Linked DNA regions of Mus musculus: region 1 is linked to region 2. A link is a contact called in public promoter capture Hi-C data. All regions are on one chromosome and are shown on one strand. The core of a region is the stretch at or near the end of the contact, and the rest is flanking DNA. Distances in the headings are between cores, read along the strand shown. Region 1 holds the start of Abcc2 (ATP-binding cassette, sub-family C (CFTR/MRP), member 2). Region 2 holds the start of 4933411K16Rik (RIKEN cDNA 4933411K16 gene).

The links. Promoter capture Hi-C pulls out the DNA fragments that hold promoters and counts their contacts.
Region 1: a promoter capture Hi-C map of liver shows a contact between it and region 2, with 5 times the contacts expected there. The contact joins the promoter of Abcc2 here to the promoter of 4933411K16Rik in region 2. A contact is called at or near these places in 4 of 39 promoter capture datasets (hematopoietic stem and progenitor cells, liver and pre-B cells).

What each region holds. Positions count from the first base shown.
Region 1 is chr19:43,780,013-43,786,374 of GRCm38.p6, reverse strand. It overlaps Abcc2 (ATP-binding cassette, sub-family C (CFTR/MRP), member 2), which reads right to left and starts at 4,067. Exons shown (of 32, transcript NM_013806.2): 1 at 3,942-4,067; 2 at 2,019-2,192. The coding sequence starts at 3,971.
Region 2 is chr19:42,048,832-42,055,255 of GRCm38.p6, reverse strand. It overlaps 4933411K16Rik (RIKEN cDNA 4933411K16 gene), which reads right to left and starts at 3,028. Exons shown (of 1, transcript NM_025752.2): 1 at 1,628-3,028. The coding sequence starts at 2,824. The coding sequence ends at 1,910. All of the region lies in intron 1 of Hoga1 (4-hydroxy-2-oxoglutarate aldolase 1), which reads right to left.

The sequences.
Region 1 (6,362 bases), core at 2,818-5,317, 1.7 Mb before region 2:
AGATGAGAAAGCACCATACTGAAGACCAAACAACTGCAGCAGAGCCAACTCAGGAGGAGAAGAAAGGAAAAACAAAACAAAACAAAATGAAACAAACAAAGAAACAAACAAACAACAGCCCAAAGGTAAGGAGAAGAAGAGGATGTGACGGAAAACGACTGGATGGAGATTTTCACAGAAAAATGAACTTGGGATGAATTATGCTTCTACTATTTGAGAGAAAGAACCAAACATTTCAAAATTTTTAAGAAGTTAAATCTATGCTTACCACCCTCAGAATAAGGGCCAAAACCTTAAAAACACATTTTAAATGGGTCTTAGACTGGGTAAGATGTGGGTAGATGAGGGGTTCCTGGGAGGGAGCGAGACATTGCTTTTTCTTCTCCGTAGAGATTTGTACTTTCAACTTAAACATGTTAGATAGTATTAGCTCTCTATATCTTCATAAACTGGAATACTATTTAGCCATAAAAGGGTATTAAGCATTAAGTATACTACAAAGTTGAAACTTGAAACAATATGCTAAGAGAAGCCAATCTTGCAAGACTGCATACCACACAGTTCCCTTCGTACATCAGAGACAATGAGGAAATTAGTTCCACTGAGAAGTAAGAGAGACAGAGATTAAAGGATTTCTTTCTCCTCAAGTGACTAAAACTGTTCTAAGGTCGACCATGGTGGATATATCTGTGGATATAAAGAACAAAACACACATTCCCCCCCCACACACACACACACAAAACCAACAAAACAAACAAAAAACCCACCCTCAATTGTATTTAAAGGCGAAAATTATATTGTACATGAACCATATCTGAAAAAGTGGATTTTTAAAACTTAACAGATCTTAGCAGGATTGGAGTCTGATTTGCACACTGTCTACTCTCTCCTTGGAAACTCAAGAAAAACAGAAGAAACCTCCTGAATTAACTGACAATAACTATAAAGATACTAAAGCATGAAGCCAGTTATCGTCTAACACAAGCTTGACTCGGACCGCATAACTAGGGCGCATTTGATACCAGCATTGAACCAACAAGGAGATTGGTGACAAAGCACTGCGCTGGGCACCTAAACAGGCAAAGGGACAGTGACCCTGACAAAACTCTCAAAGAGGACTCTTTTCCTTTTGAAAGTTTGACAAAAACCCACTCCCAGTCCCGGCCCCCCAGCTACCACCCCCAGCCTGCAGCTCCCAGCCCCACCTCAATCCCCGGGTTCATGTGACTCCTACTGTTATCACCTCTAAATCCCACGATAACAATTGGCCACAGGTACATAAACTCATCAAACAAGAAACTCTAAAAGCCTCTTTTAAAAAGAGGATATAAAGAACAAAAAGAGGACAGGATGAAAGGCAGTAGAGGAAACAGATGGTAGATTTTATAAGGTGATTTCACAGTATCGCCAGACCGCTGACCACGTTGGCTACTAGAGCGCCCTGAGATCCACTTCTTTCACTCTCTGGGGGATCTCTGCTGTAGCCCATGGTCTTCCCATCCCTTCCCTGCTGTGACTGGTCAACGTTCAATCTAACCCTTATTTCCACCATGAGTGCTCGTCCTAACTGATGAAAGACTTTGGAAAAATGTAAAACCCTCATTTTAGGTCTAAGTTTTGTGACGTAAGTGACAGTTGGGCATTGGGGCCAAAGATTTGCTATATAGTTCGTTTGCATCTCAGGGTAGGTGCCGACTGTATAGCAGCCTTTTGATTTATTAAAGAGGTTCACACCTCAAATCCATAAAAGATAATGCTAATTTGACCCCTCGTTTGTGCTTAGAGAACTTAATATCCACGAGAATTCAGGGTCACTCTTCTCATACAAAAACCAAAGCTACTTTGGCTAAGAAATCTGGCCGGTGAGACATAGGCAGGACCATAGCATGGCCCTACTTGAAGCAGGATTAACTAACTGGCAAACTGGTTAGAGACTAAGACAAGGACACTAACCCCAAAGAAAATGGCCCACCACTACACCAAGGACTTAGAGTTTGAAAACAGTGGAGTTACTGTACCTGCTTGGCAAGGTAGAATTTAGTTATAGCAAATCTCTTGGTCCTGGATCTGTATATTCTGTAAAGTTGCCAAGGCGCCAAGAGCCAAAGAAAGCCCAAGGGAATCCACACAAGAACAGTTTGTTCAAAACAAAGAGGCAGGTCGGCTTCCGGACTTTTCAATAATGAGAGATTCTGGAGGACCAAAAGGGAAAGACTGGTGGGTACATACTTTTAAAAGACATCCCATTCTCCCAACATTCTCCAAATGCTTTCAATCAACTTGAATTCAACTCCACATTTATAACAATAACAAGCTTTACTTTATAACTATGTGTATTTCCAGGCTCATCATTAATACACTAAAACACAGTCACCATTTAATGACATGTAGTGGCTTTCCTCCTCTCAAAACGTATCTTCATGTGATTTTAAGTGAATGTCTACACTGACTAGTCTGCATAAAAATTACTAAAATATTTTCCAAATTATGGAAAGAAGAAAGAGTATTCCTCTCTCCAAAGGGGAAAGTAGTTTCCCAGGTCTAAGAGCACGCTACGTGGTTTCTAGCACTATTTGAACACACTGGTAGATATTCTAACCTGCAGACACCAGACAGAATGGTTAGACATGCTATGACTTTAGCCTACTATGGCTGAGAAGGCTCATATCAAAAGCAAGAGGACCTGGTACATTTCAGTGTCAAGATAACAATGCACTGTTGGGCAAAAAACATGTTTTAAACAAGAGTTTCATGTAATAAAGAGTCCTTGGAGACGGAGTTGTGTGGACGTAGCAGTTCCTGTATCAGGATCAGACAAAGGTAGATTTTCTTTTTCCATAGATACTTTTAAACAGATCTGTGGGTACTGGTGCTCTAAAGGAAAGGTCAAAGTATCAGACAAGATGATTTGTAGAATTCTAAAAAGAAATTTTCTCTCTGTGTGTGTCTCTCTGTCTGTATCTCTCTGTCTCTATCTCTGTATGTCTCTGTCTCTCTCTTTGTCTCTCTGTGTCTCTGTCTGTCTCTCTCTCCCTCTCTGTTTGTCTCTTTGTCTCTGTCCCTCTCTGTTTCTGTCTCTGTGTCTCTGTCTGTCTGTCTCTCTCTGTGTCTGTCTCCCTCTCTGTCTCTGTTTGTCTCTGTTTGTCTCTGTTTCTTCTTCTTCTTCTTCTTCTTCTTCTTCTTCTTCTTCTTCTTCTTCTTCTTCTTCTTCTTCTTCTTCTTCTCTCTCCTCTCTCTCTCTCTCTTCTCTCTTCTCTCTCTCTCTCTCTCTCTCTCTCTCTCTCTCTCTCTCTCTGTGTGTGTAACAGCCTTGGTTGTCCTAGAATTTGCCTGGTAGACCAAGTTGGTCTTAAACACACAGGGACCTGTCTGCTTCTGTCTCCCAAGTGTTGGGATTAAAGGTGTGTGCCATCATGCCCACCATACCTGACCTTCAAAGGGGATTCTCAAGAGATGATTAGCTACCTTTTAATAGTTTTCATGTCTTGGCCATGAAGGCTTGGGGGCTTAAGTTCTTCCTAACACATTAAGGACTATCTAATGTCTTCCCTGCTCCTCTCAACATTATGGAATTTCACTAATTACATCAGTACATCACCCAAAAGCTCAGACATTTGCCTTCTCTTTTCCTCCTACCCTACAACAATTCCCTTCCTAGGACTGAAGAAAGTGCATTTTTCTTTATTTCTCTGATAAGAGGCTCTTCTGCAGCTAGTCCGAGAAAATCATCTGCAGTGCACTAAGAAAATGCTAAAGAAAAAAAAAAAAAAAAAGGAATGCCTTTCCCACGTGTTATAATCATGTGGCTAAATTAAAATTTCTTTTTCTTAAAAAACAGAACTTTAGGCCAAATAAACCTCTAAATTTACCGGTTCATACCGATAGCCATGCTTGCCTGAGTTTGAGAAGAGGAAACCATGAGAATCAATGTAATTTCTCACCCAAAAAGTAGAGTTGCAGAATTCGTCCATCGTGATTTCCAGGGCACTTCTGTTACGATGACTTTCTATGATTGTCTTGTTTCTTCTTTACCATCTGCCTCAAGGGAAGCAGATGTTAAGGAGCAATGTGCTTTTCCCATCCTCACTGCCCAATTAAAGGCAAGTCTCCTGACCTTTCATCCTGACAACTTAATAGTTAACTTTGCTAGATGAATGCTATGTCATCCCAGTGAGCAGACATGTGACTGGGAATCACCAGATACTGGGAGGCTTATCACTTCTCCAAAGCCCTGCCCCTGTAGTGTGACCAAATCTAGAAAGAACCAATCAGAGACATTAATGCAGTTGGCAGGTCGGAAGTCCAGTACACAACCTATGCATCCCTGCATGTGGGGTTTTACTTCAGTTTGAACTCGGTTAAGAGTTCACAGAGATGTTAAATACCCATACCTCTGATTGTTGTTTTGTCTGGTTTGAGACCAGGTTTCTCTGTGTGGCACTCGCTGTCCTGGATCTCACTCTATAGACCATGGTGGCCTCAAACTCACAGATATCCACCCAAGTCCTGGGATTAAAGGCATGCATCACCATGCCTGGCTCCTCTGAGTTTTTTGATTAAGAACTTATGATAAACATAAAACACGGTTTAAAGTAATATAAACTTTGTTTGAAAAAGTCAAGTTATATCAAAGAGCGAAAGCATTGTGGATCAATGAACATAATTTGAGCAATAAAATGTTAGTCTTATTGGCAGGATTAGGTAGGGTTTTTTTTTTTGGTTGTTGCTTTTTGTTTGTTTGTTTGTTTGTTTGTTTGTTTTTTTCAAGACAGGGTTTCTCTGTATAGCCCTGGCTGTCCTGGAACTCACTCTGTAGACCAGGCTGGCCTCGAACTCAGAAATCTGCCTGCCTCTGCCTCCCGAGTGCTGGGAAAGGCGTGTGCCACCACCGCCTGGCTCTTTTTATTTTCTATTGTATCTTTGTTTTTCCATAATTATCAAGTATTATTTGTGTAGTAGCATTTAAAGGTGCATAACATAAAATATATCATCTTGATGAGTTCTAAGTATATAATTCAGCAGTGCTAAGTGGACTTATATTGTTAACCAATTTCTAGAACTTTTTATCTTGCAAAACTGAAATTTTATGCCAATTGCGCATAGCCTCTCTCCCTCCAGTTAAGACATGCTGTTTTGTTGGTAATAGAAACAATTCATATATTCTTTACTTATCTTGGGTTTTTTTTTTTTTTTTGGTTTTGTTTTGTTTTCTTTTGGGGACACAATCTCAATGTGGAACCCTGGAACTCATTTTGTAGGTCAGGCTGGGCTGGAACTCACGGAGATCTGCCTGCCTGTGTCTTCTGAGCACCACCACACCTGACTTATATTCTTGTTTATTCAAATAAGACATTATAAATGAGTTTTGCTATTCAGCTTCAGAATTAAACTTGTGTTTGTGTTGATTGCAAAACCAGTTGCAAAAAAACATAATCCTTCAGTCTGTGATGTTTGCCATGTCAGCAGGCATGTCTTCACTCAGGATGTTCTAATTAAAAGGAGATCTGAAGATATTCAGCGCATCACATTTTCACTTTCTGCTAGCGAAATATAACATAAAAAAATAGAAACATATTTATTTTTCTAAACTGAGGGATTTGCTACATTTGTCACAGTCCTAAGCCAGAAAAAAACCAGTGGTACTCCCCAGAGGCATTTAAACTCAGTAGATACTTTCATAACTGATGGTTCCATTGAGGCGAGAGCAATAGCTACTGGACTTTAGAATGGTGTCGATTTCTGATGGAAGGGAGGGCATTCAGTAAAAAAAAAAAAAAAAAAAAAAAAAAAAAGCTGAGTGTGTCAAAAAATTTCTGAAGTGGTGATAAATTGTGGCCATGAAAATTTCACAACTCTTTGAAGAAAGAAGAATTTGTCTTTTGGACTTTTTGAATGGCTGCGTTTGCTTTGATCAGGAAAATGTGGCAGGGATGATCCTGGGTAAAGAATCAAGCCCAGACCCTAGAGCACGCGTGTCTTTCTCATTGCCTTCACTTCATTTCCTGAAATGTGATAGCGAACTACCAAAAGATTAGATACCGGGGGGGGGGGGGGGGGACGACGACACAGATCGAACAGAGAGAGATTGCGTAATTCATCTTGACTCTGGCTGTAGTCCAAGATTGTGACTGACACCTTCCAAGACCACCACTCCGGTTGACTTTCCAGGTGGATGCTGGCCCAGAGGTAATCCCAGGAGGATCAGAACAATCACCCTACTGGCACACAGAGCTATGAGGAATTGTCAAATGTTGTTTTAATCCAGCAAGTCACTAAGCTGCTTTTCTGCACTGATATTTTTAATATCTTAGTATAGTATATTTTTAAAATGTTAGTCATTGACCCTCTCAATCATTTAAATG
Region 2 (6,424 bases), core at 1,779-4,278:
ATGTACTGGTCCACGTGTGTCCACATGTGTATGTGTGTACATATGTGTGTGTCCATGTGGCGGCCCGAGGACAACCTCAATTGTTGCTTCTGTCCATCCCGTTTTCTGAGACAGTCTTTCCCTAGCATGGAGCACACTAAGTTAGTTATGGCAGCTGGCCAGGAAGCCCCAGAGATCCACTCGTCTCTACCTCCTCACGTCAAACCTTTATGAAAAATTTAAAATATGCAATTATAAGGCATTCCTTTCACAGAACCCCTCTCACTTGGAGGAATTCTTTCTCCATTTCCCTAAGTTTATGTTTATTCGATGTAAATAAAAATCCATGTACATTTAGGGCAGTGGTTCAGTGGTTAAAAAGCTCTGTGCACCTTGATAAAAGCTGCTGGCCTGGGTTCACACCTGGAACCCACGCAAAGGTGGAAAGAAATGACTCCATAAAGCTGCCCTCTGATCTCTACACAGATGCATCATATGCCCACAGAAAAGTTTAAACATTTAAAATGAATGTAATGCATACAGATTCACACTAGGGATGCCCAGAAAATAAAACTACTTCCCATCAAACTCCATAAAAAGCAACTGACCACATTTAAGGTATTTATGAACTTGGCCGTGCTTCGCCCCAGAGGTCTAAGGCCCACCGACTGGTAACCTCCCTGGCAAATGTGTAACAGATTCAAATCTATGCCAAAGATTTACTTGGAGGTCAGCAGTGACTCGGGGACCTGTCCAAAGAATTGCAGAAGTGGCTGCTTGATGTGGGAGTAGAGGGTCACTTCTTACTCCTTGAGGCCCAGGAGGCAGACACTGGAAGAATGCCAGGCTTTTGTGGGCGGGCAGAAGTGGCAGGGTGTGGAGGGATGTCACGGATAGGCTGAGAGGCAGGACAGAAGAGGACAGGGAGACAATCTCTGAGCAGAGGTCAGGAGACTGTGGGACTGTGGGGCAAGATGGATCTAAAAATCTCACTAAGTCATCCAGGAGTAGTTCTATCTCTGAACCTCAGGAACCTTGTTTATGACAGAGAAGACATCCCCATGGCTGTGGCTTAACACAACGCATCTACTTAAAAGAAGCACAGCAGGGCACTCAGGAGGCAGAGCCAGGCATATCTTTGTGAATTCAAGACCGGCCTGGTTTACACAATGAGTTCCAAGACAGACTGAGCCACACAGTTTCAAAAACAAAATCGTGAGTGGTAACCGTAAGTAGTCTTAATATTGGCAGCATCTATAGTAGCCACAGTCACAAGTCAAGCAATGGCGACATGACCCAGCTATGTCTCATACAGCTTTCCAGCTGTGGACACATGGATCTCTGTGGACTCTAGAAACTTGAGATGGCACCAAGAGGATGGGGCCTAAAGTCCCACCTGTCTGAAAGCCTGTCCCTGGTTCCTCTTCCCAAGCATCTGGCTATATCCTACTTCTTGGCAACAGTAGGCAGATTGGATTGGGGTCTCTGGCAGTACCCTAACCCAGACCAGGGGAGGCTGTTCTGATGCTAAGTCTGATGCAATGGAAAGGGCCCCAGACAAGGCCCACTTGCAGCACTGCTGGGGACATACCCTCTCTTCCAACCCTGCCCAGATGTCAGTTGACTACAGAGCCCCTGGACACAGAGTGAGGGTGTGCAGGGCTTTATTGGCTCCATTCAGGCATGTGGAGTCAGTGTGGGGCTTGTGGTTGCTCCTGTAATCTGCCTCCTGTCTTCTCTCGTGGGTCATCAGGGCCTTTGGGCTGTTGAAGCTGCGTCCTTTCCTCCTTCCCTCATGACCTCTGCTGGGGCCAGAAGCAGCAGGAATTTGGTTGGCAGTCTCTTACCCTGACCGCGTAGGTTTCCCCATAGAAGAGAAAACAGGCCTATGTATGAGAGCCAGCCCTGTGGGGGGCAGGGACACATGGTTTCAAGAGCCATAGATTGGGTTTCTGCGGTTGGGCAGATTATGGCTCTGGTGGCTTGGGTGACCTGGCTGACCCTGGTGACTCTGGTGACTCGAGTGACCTGGATGACCCTGGTGGTTGGAGTGGCCCAGATGAGTCTGGTGGCTTGAGAGGCCTGAATGACCCTGGTGGTTGGAGTGGCCCGGATGACTCTGGTGACTTGAGTAACTTGGATAACTCTGGGGGCTCAAGTGACTTGGATGATGACCCTGGTAGCTGGAGTAAACGGGATGACTCTGGTTGCTCTGGTGGCTTGGATAGGAATGGTGGCTTTGGTTACTATGGCGACTCTGGCTATAGACTGTGTGCGATTGGTTGGCCCCAGCTACTCCAGTTTCATGGTGAGTTAGGAAATTCCCTTTCAGTTTTATCTCCACCTCCTCCAGAGCCTTCAGCTCTTCTGGGCTGATGTTCCTGGATTCTGCATGGCCTTTACGACGGTGAGTTGTGGAGCGCTGCAGCATGGAGTTAGCCACGCGATGCCCCTTGGCATCAATCTCCTTCGTACAAGCTGCCACAGCAGCCCAGGTGTCATCCTCCATGGACGGGGACTTCCCTGACTCCCTCTGCATCTCTTTGGTCATTGAGCTTCCAGATATCTTCTGTTTGCTGGCAAACGAATCTCGGTGCAGAGCCGCGCCCCTTTCTCCGTGTTTGGTGGTGAGGGTATCCACGTGGAGGGTGGTATTGACTTCCCCATGCCTGCTTTCAGGTGAGTGGCCATTGTTGCTGACATAGCGGTAGGTGGGCAACCTCTCCTCGGATAGGCGGCTGAAGTGAGATTTGATCCAGCTGTCATTTGCTCGGTGGGATTCCAGAGGCTTGTCTTCTGTAGTCTCAGTGGCTGCCTTCCTTTTCTTCCTGTGAGCCCACAGCATGAGGCCTCCACCTCCGAGCAAGAGAGCGGTCCCCAGCACCACCCTGCATGATGGTTGCTGGAGGAACCCCAAGAAGTCCTCCAGGGCCCTAGGCCTCACAGAGAACTAAGAGCACAGTGGGAGTGCTGGAGCCCAGATGGTAAGGTTCATGCTTGAAGGGACCGGAGCCCTGCAGGTATCTGGCAAGCAGGCCCCTGCCTCGCCCTCCCTAGGATGCCCTCTGACACCTCAGCAATGAGCCCCATTGTGAGGAAGGCAGCTGGGGGTGGGGTGAGGCAAGGCCACCTCATCACTCAGACCTAGTCTGGCAAGCTTCCTGTAAGGATCAGGTCTTGTCTCCTTTTCTCCATAGAAAGAAAGATAGCATCATTTAACTCTTCTGCCTCCCACTTCCAAGGCTCTCTGCTCTTCTGTTCTGCTTAATTTCCAGTCTTCGGTTTCCCTTGTTCCTGTTCCTGATCTAGTGGCCGCCACAGGATAGAGGATACTGAGTCAGTTTGGCCATGAAAAACTGGGACCACTCAATTAGACTGATATCCATCCCTGGTCAATAAGTGTTGTACTCAATACCCACGACCCATCTCTGCTGTCAGCACAATATCCCTAGCTCTATTACAGGGAAGAGTCCAGAAGGGAAAGGGTCCGGGAAGGGGCTCATATGGAACAATGTGAGGTCACAATTGAGAACAAAGAATAGGCTGAGAAAGCAGAGCAGGTAGGACTGACTGCAGGGCCATCCCAGGGTAATTAAGCTACATCTTGCCTGAATAATAGCCAGCAGATACAGAATTTGCCCCCTGATAAACATGACAAAGTTTTGAGCCTGGCTAGCCTGCTCAATCTTGAGTAACTCCTATGTATATGGGGCTAGAAGCAGGCCTGTGCTACTGTTTCCCTCAAGGCAAGTAGCACACTTAGAGAATGCCAAATGGGGGCTGGAGAGATGGCTCAGCGGTTAAGAGCACGGACTGCTATTCTGAAGGTCCTGAGTTCAAATCCCAGCAACCACATGGTGCCTCACAACCATCTGTAATGAGTTCGGATGCCCTCTTCTGGTGTGTCTGAAAACAGCTACAGTTTATTTATCTGAGAGAAAGAAAGAAAAAAATGCCAAATGTTGGCATTGGAGAAGCTGTGTTGTTTGTAGCTAGAAAAAAAAAAATACTAGACAGTTAAGAACACTTACAGAGGTCTTAAGTTCAATTCCCAGCAACTACATGGCAGCTCACAATTTATCTAATATGGGATCTGATGTCATCTTCTGACATGCAGAGAGCTCATGAACATAAATATATTTTTTGTTGTTTTTCTAGATAGGGTTCTCTATGTGACCTTGGTTGTCCTGGAACTAACTCTGTAGACCAGGCTAGCCTCAAACTCATATCCACCTAACTCTGCACTACCCCCTGGCTGGAAAAAAAAAAAAAGTTGTGGTATCTGAGAGGCTGGAAAGCTAGGTCCAGAGCACTTGCTATTCTTCTAGAGGCCCTGAGTTTGGTTTCCAGTACTCGTCCAGCAGCTCAGTCCTCTGTAACTCCAGTTCCAGTGGATCTAACACCTCTGGCCTTATCTGGTGCCTGTATTCACATGCCCACGCCCACATGCAGACACACACCTAGACACACTTAAAAAGGAAATAGTCTTTAAAAGTTGTTGCCAGTCATGGTGGCACACAACCTTTAATCCCAGCGCTCAGAAGGCAAGGGTAGACAGATCTCTGTGGGTTCAAGTCAGCTGAGTCTACAAAGTGAGTTCCAACCTCTTACCTGCCTCAAAAAAAATGTTATTTGAAACATTTCCTTTAAAGAAGTAATGCTTTTTATATACACAAAAATGTTTTCTCTTTGAGAAGAAACTCTGGTCGATTCTATGTGGGGAAGGAATAAGGCACAGCTAGAAGCTTTGGGGACCTTACCTCTCCAGCCTTGCTGAAATAGCCCTGTGATTGTCCACTGACCTCACTGGAAATAACAACTCAAAGTCCACCTGTGAGACTATTGACAGGTGTAAGTCCAGGGCCACTGGCCCTCCTGGTCAACTCTTCCTGCTGGCCTTTGGTTATAATGTGCTAAAAGTTTTATTTTTAATAAAAAACTTAAATAAAAATATAATTACATCACTTTCCTCTTCTATTTCTCCCCTCCAACCTTTTCCATGTCTCTCCTCTCTCTCCTCCTCAGACAGATGGCCTCTTTTTCTTTTCTTTTTTTGTTTTGTTTTGTTTTGGGTTTATTTTGTTGTTTTTCTTTCTTTTTCTTTTTCTGTTTTTGTTTTTGTTTTTGCTTTAAGATGAGGTTTCTCTGTATAGCCCTGGCTGTCCTGGAACTCACTTTGTAGACCAGGCTGGCCTCGAACTCAGAAATCCTCCTGCCTCTGTCTCCCGAGTGCTGGAATTAAAGGCGTGTGCCACCACGCCCGGCTCTCTTTTTCTCTATTATTACATATATGTGTATATATATATATACACATACACACACATAGACACAGATATACATATAACCATTGCATATCAGAAATACAACCTGCAGAGTCCATATGTCCATGACTTCAAGGCTGACCACTTGGCACTGGAAAACTAATTAAGGTTCATCCTGGCAGAGGCTAATTCTCCCTCTCTTGGCAGTCAGTAGTTAACTGTCTCTGTCTTGAGGATAGAATCCATGAGATTCCCCCTTCCTAGTTTATCAATACTGTCATTGCTCGAGTACGGCTTAGGCACACCATATTTGGTTATAACTTTTATTTTACTTAATTTTTTTAAAGGATTTATTTACTTATTCATGTATTTATTATGTATGTGAGTACATTGTTTCTGTCTTTAGACACACCAGAAGAGGGCATCAGATCCCATTACAGATGGTTGTGAGATGCCACGTGGTTGCTGGGAATTGAACTCAGAACCTCTGGAAGGGCAGTCAGTGCTCTCCAGTCCTTTACTTAAATTTTTTTTTAAAACTTATGATTATAAAAACCTTTATTCAAGGTTCATTTTTATAGCTGAGCACAACATCAAGTCTGCATGCTGCACAAGATAGGAAAACATAAGAGCAGACCCATGCCTACTGTGGTGCTGACACCATTTCCTGCTTCTATATAAGACTGACAAACTTTTGCAGAGTTTATAATTTTCTTTTTCTTTTCTTTTTTTTAAGATTTATTTGTTTATTTTATGTATGTGAGTACACTGTCGCTGTCTTCAGACACACCAGAAGAAGATATCAGATCCCATTACAGATGGTTGTGAGCCACCATGTGGTTGCTGGGAATTGAACTCAGGGCCTCTGGAAGAGCAATCAGTGCTCTTAACCCCTGAGCCATCTCTCCAGCCCCCTATAATTTTCTTAACTACTGGAGACATCCCTTATCTACAAACTAAGGCCCACTTTCACTTTCCAAAACAGCTAATGGGGGTTGGTCTGTTGTAGCTGACACTAAAAGCAGCCATTGCATAGCTTTTCAATACTTTCTTATGATTTGTTTTTTTGGTAGTTCAACAGAACAATTGTGACCCAGAACTGACATGTATTTTCCATAAACAGAGGCTAAAGGTTTTGCATGGTCCTTTTATTAATAATTGTGGGTTTTTTTTAACACATTTGA